Regions from separate parts of the Sus scrofa genome. Here region 1 is linked to region 2. Evidence: chromatin contacts called from public Hi-C data. All regions are on one chromosome and are shown on one strand. Each heading gives the region's core, a stretch centred on a gene start, on an enhancer-like site or on the middle of the called end of the contact. The rest is flanking DNA. Distances are from core to core; before and after follow the strand shown. Region 1 overlaps LOC110260374 (a long non-coding RNA gene). Region 2 overlaps MFSD14A (hippocampus abundant transcript 1 protein).

The links. Hi-C and Micro-C count contacts between places; a contact is called where the count stands out from the background.
Region 1: a contact with region 2 is called in a Hi-C map of liver, with 7 times the contacts expected there. The contact joins two enhancer-like sites. A contact is called at or near these places in 3 of 47 Hi-C or Micro-C datasets (epiblast stem cells and liver) and 1 of 2 datasets of contacts at active chromatin or transcription factors (alveolar macrophages).

What each region holds. Positions count from the first base shown.
Region 1 is chr4:118,160,595-118,165,075 of Sscrofa11.1, reverse strand. It overlaps LOC110260374 (a long non-coding RNA gene), which reads left to right. Exons shown (of 4, transcript XR_002343577.1): 2 at 4,378-4,438. Among named protein-coding and RNA genes, the nearest start is that of SLC35A3, 38 kb to the right of the region's middle. Within about 2 kb of position 2,370, at least 8 of the 83 cell types and tissues checked have an H3K27ac peak or open chromatin away from gene starts, as enhancers often do. A contact at or near this core is called in liver, where this site is marked.
Region 2 is chr4:118,052,111-118,056,088 of Sscrofa11.1, reverse strand. MFSD14A (hippocampus abundant transcript 1 protein) reads left to right here. Exons shown (of 13, transcript XM_013997351.2): 9 at 1,336-1,448; 10 at 3,221-3,318. Among named protein-coding and RNA genes, the nearest start is that of MFSD14A, 36 kb to the left of the region's middle. Within about 2 kb of position 2,103, at least 5 of the 83 cell types and tissues checked have an H3K27ac peak or open chromatin away from gene starts, as enhancers often do. A contact at or near this core is called in liver, where this site is marked.

The DNA.
Region 1 (4,481 bases), core at 1,121-3,620, 110 kb before region 2:
AAGACAAAAGACAAAAAAAAAAAAAAAAAAAAAAGTCAGTTGTTTCAAAGTCCTGAACATCAGATATCTTAAAAAGGAGTGCCTGAAATGAAAACAAGAAATATTAATAAGAAATGTGTACTAAAGTAAATAGCCTGAGGGCTGAACCTAAGAACCAGTCCAGTGGAGCTGAAGTTGATGGAGCCCTGATCATGAGCTCCCAGAAGCTAAGATGTTGATGCTCTTGGTGATATTGCCCACAGCCTTGATAACTTCTCAGTAAGGCATGCACACATAACCCAGTATTTGGCTAAGCTTCCTTACTGACCTTGACAATGGCTTGTCCAGGGAAAAAATCCACCCCATGCATGGTTTGCTATGGCAATGAGTCCTTGAGTTCTTCATGGTTTATATGAAATCACTGGGCTTTAGCTCACAGGGCTTCTTTCAGTCCTGGGGGAAAAGGCCAGTGCGGCATATAGAGAGATCTGAAGATAGTTTCTGAATACAGAAGGGACAGAATTTAGAAAACATAGTTTGGAGAGTAGTAACCAAATAGTAAAGGAATCTGGAAGAATCAAACATTTGATAAGTGCCGGAGTTCCAGTGTGGCTCAGTGGTTAATGACTCTGACTAGGAACCATGAGGTTTCGGGTTCGGTCCCTGCCCTTGCTCAGTGGGTTAACGATCCGGCATTGCCATGAGTGTGGTGTAGGTTGCAGACGCGGCTCGGATCCCGCATTGCTGTGGCTCTGGCGTAGGCTGGCGGCTATGGCTCTGATTAGACCCCTAGCCTGGAAACCTCCATATGCTCGACAGTGGCCCAAGAAATGGCAAAAAGACAAAAAGACAAAAAAAAAAAAAGATTAAAAAATACATATATTTGATAAGTGTTAACGATGTGTGTAAAGTAACAGGATCCAGTCAAGTTCTAGGTAGATACAAACTAGGCTTCCCCCAAGGAGGGGAGGAAATCATTTAAATCTCTACCAGAGAAGATAGTTTTTGCATATCCATCAACTACCTGTAATGTACCAAGTGTGGAAATAGCACAAAAACAATGAACAAGGCTAAAGTCTAATAACTCCAGCTATTGCTAATTTGGGAATAGAGTCAGAAGGGTATGCTACAGTTTTCCTTTGAAACAAAATTTCTCTCTATGATCATTCTTCTTTTGATCAAAGATAATCTCAAAGAAAGATTTTTTTTTTTTAATGGCTGCCCCTGAAGCATATAAAAGTTCCCAGGCTAGAAGACAATCAGAGCTGTAGCTAAGACCTATGCTACAACCACAGCAACTCTGGCTAGGAGCCACATCTGTGACCTATGCTGCAGCTCACAGCAATGCCAGATCCTTAACCCACTGAGCAAGGCCAGGGATTAAACCCACATCCCCTCTGACAGAGGTCGGGTTCATAACCTGCTGAGCTACAACAGGAACTCCAAATAAACCTAATTCTTTCTAGAAATTCCTGTCATGGCTCAGCAGAAACGAATCTGACTAGCATCCATGAGGACGAAGGTTCGATCCCTGGCCTCGCTCAAAGCGTTAAGGATCCGGCGTTGCCGTGAGCGCTGGTGTAGGTTGCAGACACGGCTCAGATCCCTTGTTGTTGTAGCTGTGGTATAGGCTGGCAGCTACAGCTCTGATTTGACCCCCTCCAAATGCCATGGGTGCGACCCTAAAAGCAAAAACAAAACAAAAAAACTAGTTATTTCTAGAACCTCTCTTTTTTATAGGATAAAAGAACAAGTTCTTTGTGATTTTACAAGGGCCTTCTGGGAAATCAATCTTAAATGCAAAATATATCGTTTGAGATTTGGAATTTGGAAGGCAAAATATCAAAATTTGTGAGGAGGTTTGAACACTTGCTTATATAAGATCATGGGTTACTGTGAAAAATACTTGGCCACCTCTTCAACCAAAATGACAATAAAATATTTTAAAAGTATACATAGGAGATAGCATGATTGCAGAGAACCTTAGCTCTTTCAAAAGTAGGAAGACTTTGTACTCAAACAATCAAGGATATAAAATCAATATAAAACACAGGAAATAGTTCTGATAAGATACAGAATCCTTGTTTTATAGGCAGATTTCTCAGAAGGAAAGAAAAATTCTTACAACCTCTTACTAAGGAAGGCAGGCAAGTAATCCCGAACAGTGAGAAAACTAAAGTCTCATCGTACGTCGGTGTATTTGTTACTAAAACACTTTTGACAATCTCGTAAGTAAATCCATTAACCTTCAGCCCGCTTTGACCACTGTAATTAAAATTTCCTTTGGGGGATTTTTCTTTATCCATGCAATTCTTTCCTACACTTTCCTCCTTCTCATTCTGGAACGAAGATCCAGTTTACGTCAGCACAAATTTGCTCTCTTTTTGCGCAACTAAAACCTACCCTGCAGACTTTGCCTACAAAGTTCCTCTCTGTCACCTTTGCTCTGAGAAGAGGCTTGTTTGCATATATTGATTATATCTTTTAACTGGTCACTTCTATTTCACAGGGAAAACTAGGAGGTTAGGTAATTGTGACTGAATACACTAGCATTTTTAGCAGATCAGTAGAGGTTATAAACACACATTTCATAACTTTTTATAGCTATTCACATCCCAAAGCTGCATAAATGAATATATTCATTAACAGATCCAAATATTTAGCCTCTGGGAGTTCCCATTGTGGCTCAGTGGGTTAAGAACCTGACTAGTATCCATGAGGATGTGGGTTCAATCCCTGGCCTCCCTCAGTGGGTTAAGGATCCAGAGTTGCTGTGAGCAATGGTGTAGGGAGCAGATGAGGCTCAGATCCGAGTTGCTGTGGCTGTGGTATAGGTGGGCAGCTGCAGCTCCGATTTGACCCCTAGCCTGGCACTTTCCATATGCCATAGGTGCAGTCGTAAAAAAAAAAAAAAAAAGAGAAAAGAGGCAAAAAATACATAAATATTATATAAACTGCAAATTATGTTCTGCAATTAATGTTTCAGTATCCTATCCTACTTAGAAATGATCTGTGTATCTATGAATATCCATTAATTAACTCAGATTAACATTCATCTAAGAGTTTAAGTTACTGAAAGATCTTAGAAGCCATTTCCAAGATGACACACTACAAAACACAATTACTAGGAGTCCTGTTGTGGCTTATTGGTAAGAACCTGAATAGTATCCATGAGGACGCAGGTTTGATCCCTGGCCTTTCTCAGTGGGTTAAGGATGTGGTGTTGCTGTGAGCCGTGGTGTAGGTCACCGACTCAGCTTGGAACCCACGTGACTGAGGCTGTGGAGTAGGCTAGAAGCTGTAGCTCCCATTCAACCTCTAGCTTGGGACTTCCATATGCTGCACCTGTGGCCATAAAAAGAAAAAAAAGAAGAAAAAATTGGACAAAAAGGGATACTGATTTTTTTTTTTTGATCATAAAACTGGCTCATGTAAAATACAAAAGTAAACATTTTTTTTTTCCCACTGTACAGCAAGGGGGTCAGGTTATCCTTACATGTATACATTATAATTACATTTTCCCCACACTCTTTCTCAAAAGTAAACATTTGAAGAAAAAACATGAAAAGCATTTACATGGACCAGTTTCTCTTTAAAAAAAAAAATTTTTTTTGAGGATACAGATTTTATTCAAATCTTAGGGAGAGCGGATCAGAATATCTCAACAAGTGGTTTTGCCTTGGAATTTCATAGAGAGGTGCTATGGTCTGAATGTGCGACTTGGATCCTTAGTTGCTGTGGCTGTGGTGTAGGCCGGCGGCTACAGCTCCAATTAGACCCCCTAGCCTGGGAACCTCCATATGCCCCGGGAGTAGCCCTAGAAAAGACCCCCCCCCCAAAAAAAAAATCAACAAGGAGTGATTTACAGTTGGAATTGTTTGGCCAACAGTTGAAGTCTCAGTTTGTTAGCTGAACAGGACATGCTTTTCTCTGTGGATAGCTGGTTTCAGGTGGACAAAGAGTTTTAATTTTAGCTAATCAATCATGAGACAGAGAATGGAAGTTGAATGGTCTGAGTCGACTCACGTCAAAAAATTCATGTAAAAGGAACTGTCAAGGTAAACAATGCAGTCATCTGTGATTCTTACGGGAACCACGAGAATATTGGACAGGAGATCTTATTTAAGTTTTATTGGGAGAAATGGTTCTTTGTAGTAAGCCATTTCTCAGAATGTGAAAAGGTGGAGGAATTTTGGGACACAGAAGGTTGAGGGGATTTCTTAACCATGCCTATTTTCTAGGTTTAAGGAAAGTTTAGCCTTGATACTGTAAAGCAGAACCCAATCGTGGGCGTGACCTCAGCAGGGCTATCTTAGAATTCTGCTTACTATGGGGGGGGGGTTGAAACTGAGAAAGCTGTTGAGAAAGCTGCCTAACAGTATCTGTTTTCTCTTCGAGGTGTGTGTACGAGGAGAGGGTTGATGGAAGGAGGAGCGTTGGCTGGAAGACGTCTGTGAAGGTATGAAATGACTGTTGTGAAAAATAGAGCAAGTCAACTGAAG
Region 2 (3,978 bases), core at 854-3,353:
AATTATTTTCACTTCTTCTTTGGACTTAACCAGCTTAAGGGGTGTATTTAATAGTAATGTCCCCAAATTATTGTTGGATTTTTATTAGCTTTGAAAGAAAAGGAGTTCTCTAGTGGCACAGCAATTTAAGGACCTAACTGTCACCGATATGGTGCAAGTCACAGCAGTGGCATGGGTTCAGTCTGTGGCCCAGGAACTTCTGGATGCTGAAGGTGTCACCAAAAAAAAAAAGGGAAAAAAAAGGAAAACCAAGAAAACCCAGTTCATAATATTTTTTGTTTTTTATGGCCCCATCCATGCTGTATGGAAGTTCCTCAGGCCAAGAATTGAATCTAAGCTACAGCTGCAGCAACGCCAGATCTTTAACCCACTGCACCAGGCCGGGGATCAAACCTGCACCTCCACAGCAACACAAGCCACCCAAGCAGTTGGATTCTTAACCCACTGTGCTACAGCGGGAACTCCCATAATACTGTTTCTGAAATGCTTAACTATGCCAGGCACAATGAACGCTCAGTGTATCATTTCATCTATCTCACATGATGAAGTTTTGAAATAAATATGATTTTGCAAGAGACCAAACTGAGTGAAGTGACATGCCCAGGGTCACATGGTTAGAGCCAAGATGGTGATTGAGGCTGTTTTTCCAAGGCCGTGTTCTTATTTATTATTGTAATATAATACCACTTTCAGGTCATACTTGTTAAACTGATGTCCTGTTCATAAAAGCATCGTGGTTTTAGCAGTAGGCTAATTTAGGTGAAGGATATATGAGTAGTTATACTATTTTCAGTCAGGACAAAAAGCATTTTGGATCAGTTTGGACCTAAAAACTATTATGTAACAGGGCTATCCATAGGTTAGAACTTTTGACTCTACTGTTTGCAATTTCTTTCTTTCTTTTTGGCTGCATCCACAGCATGCACAAGTTCTCAGTCCAGAGACTGAACCCATGTCACAGCTGTAACCAGAGCCAAAGTAATGATAACTCTGGGATCCTTAACCCACTGAGCCACAGGGGAACTCCAACAATTTCTGATTTTAAGTAGTCCTCAGTAGAAATGTATTGAACACAAAGTTCACCTTTCTATTTTCAGTTTTCTGACTTTTTCCCTGAATCTGGATCTGTAGCAACAGAGGAAACCTTTCTTCTGCTTATATGACTTGGAGTAATGGTTTCAGATATTTTCAGGACAATTGTTGCTGAAAAGTCCAAATGTAAAAAACTGATAATAGTACTTTTATATTATAGATCAAAAGAAGCCACTAAGTATTTTGTCTTTTTTCAGTATTAAAAAGTTTATTCTAACCTTTTTGGTTTTTCTTATTTTCCAGACCATAGTCTTAAGTTTACTTATGAGGTCAATTGGAAATAAGAACACCATTTTACTGGGTCTGGGATTTCAAATATTACAGCTGGCATGGTATGGATTTGGTTCAGAACCTTGGTAGGTATAAATATTTTAATTTTCTTAATTTTGATATTTGTCTTTTCTTTTTTTCAGCTTTATTGAGGTGTAATTGACAACATTTTCATAGTTCCTAATTTTTGCTTTTCAGCTAAGGCTTATACTTTTAACTTCTCTTAGTATGCTTTTTTTCCCCCTCTCTCAAAATGTATATGGCAGATTTCTCACTTGTGTATTTGCATATTCTACAGTGGCTTGAGGATAGCAAAGTGACATTTTTCTTTGTTTGGCCACCCTGTGGCACATGGAGTTCCCAGGCCAGGGAACTTGGATCAAATCCGAGTCACAGTTGCGACCTCCACTGCACCTACGGCAACACCGGATCCTTAAGTTATTAACCCAGTGTACCCAGCTGGGGTGGAACCTGTGTCCCAGTGCTCCAGAGACACCGCAGATCCCATCATTCCACAGCGGGAACGCTAGCATTTTATATCTAAGGGACAGCTGGGGTTTTTGAATGAGATAATTGAGTTTCTGAATCTCTAATGAGCATTTAATCCAGCTCGGTCTGTCAGGAAAATCATGGAATCCCGAGGCATCAAGGTTAGGGAAAAAAAGTTGAGTAACACCTGTGAGCATTACTGAGGGCAAACCAGAACTGGGCAAAGTCCAGTTGTTTTGGTCCCAGCTTCATGCTGGGAGGACTCTTTGCTCTTCTTGCCCGTGTGGTTTCCTGCAGGGAGGTGACAGGGACGGTGCTGCGAGTGTCAGGCTGCCCATGCACACCTCCTTGTGCTCAGGTCTTAGGGGACCCAACACCAGTTTGCAGGAGTGTTTCACTCAGCTGAATACATCATCTCTGCACCAAGAGTGGGTTTTAGTGGATGTTTAGTTTTCAGTCTCGCTTGTTCAGAGATGCTCAGTTTAAATTATCAAAAACACTTAAACATCAAGCTGGTAGTACATTTAGATCAAATTAGTGATTTCCTCCCATTGAATCACAAGTCTCTGGGAACCTTGCCAGCAGTTACTAGCAAATGTTTGAAAACACTTTTTTTTTTTTCCTGTGGATTATACCTGGTTCTCAACATCTACCCCCCCACCCCAACCAAAGCCCTGCAGAAATAACACCCAATACACTGTCCAGTTGGATGTAATGTTTGATATCCCATTCTACATTAAAACGCCATACCGTCCTTGTGAATAAGTGGTTGTATTTCTGCTTTCTAGAAGAGTAAACAGGTTAGACTTTTTAAATGACTTGCCCAGAGTCACATAGGAAAGAAGTAAAAGCAAGGACAGTTTGCTTTTCCTTTTCCCCAGCCATTTCTCAGTAAGAATTACTTGATTTTATTTTTTAAAAATTTTTAATTATTTGGCCACTCCTGTGGTATGCCGTTCCCAGGCCAAACCCACACCAGAACAGTGACAATGCCACATCCTTAACTATTAGGCCATGAGGGAGAGTTACTTGATTTTGAGTATGTATTTTGAGAAGTTCCCGTTGTGGTTCAGCTGTAATGAACCTGACTAGTATCCACAAGGACATGGATTTGATCCCAGGCTTCACTCAGTGGGTTAAGGATCCGATGTTGCTGTGAGCTGTGGTGTAGGTCGCAGACACAGCTAGGATCTAGTGTTGCTGTGGCTGTGGCGTAGGCAGGTGGCTACAGCTGATTGGACCCCTAGCCTGGGAACTTACATATGTGGTCCTGGGGAAAAAAAGACCAAAGAAAAAAGATAAATATGTATTTTGACTTTGTACAGTAGAGAAGAATATACCGTTTCCGTTTTGCTGCTTTTGATTGCAGGATGATGTGGGCTGCCGGGGCAGTGGCAGCCATGTCTAGCATTACCTTTCCGGCTGTCAGTGCACTTGTTTCACGAACTGCTGATGCTGATCAACAAGGCAAGTTGATAAGAACCAATGGTAATTCTTTAAAAGGACGGAATATTGATTCTATGTTCTTTCTCTTTGCTGAGTACTGAAACATAAGCTCTCTTCGGGGTAGAGAATTGTAAATTGCTTTCATTGTAAAGAGAAAAAGCAGATTCTACGTACTAACTGTAGGTGGATATATGCTGCTTATCCGTCGCTGTGACTGTGTGGCCTATAGAAACCTTAATGATGAAGGCTGGCCTCCTATGTCCACGAACCATGTATTTATATCATGTAGGCTGTGACGTGCTCACAGACAAGCCTTTCATTAACTTGTATGTCTCAGTTATCTAAAGACATACAGAACATTGATTTTTTATTGTCTTGTGGTAGGAACGCTTAATTCTGAAAGTGCTAACAGGTGAGGAATAATTATTTGAAAAGCCTATTAATTATTCAAAAAGGTTTTGAAGTCATAAGGAAAAAAGGGGGTGTTAAGAGTGGCAATTGTTACGTGATGGATAAAAAAGGAAAGGCCTGTGTCCAAAAGCAAGTTGAATTTTAAATTTGGGAGAAGATCCCAGAGATTTAAAAAAAAAAAAAAAATCAAACCCTATAAAAAGGAGCTACAGTTGACTAAACAAAGTAGCCGCCTGGGGACAGAGTTTTTAACAATTGTGCTTATGAACT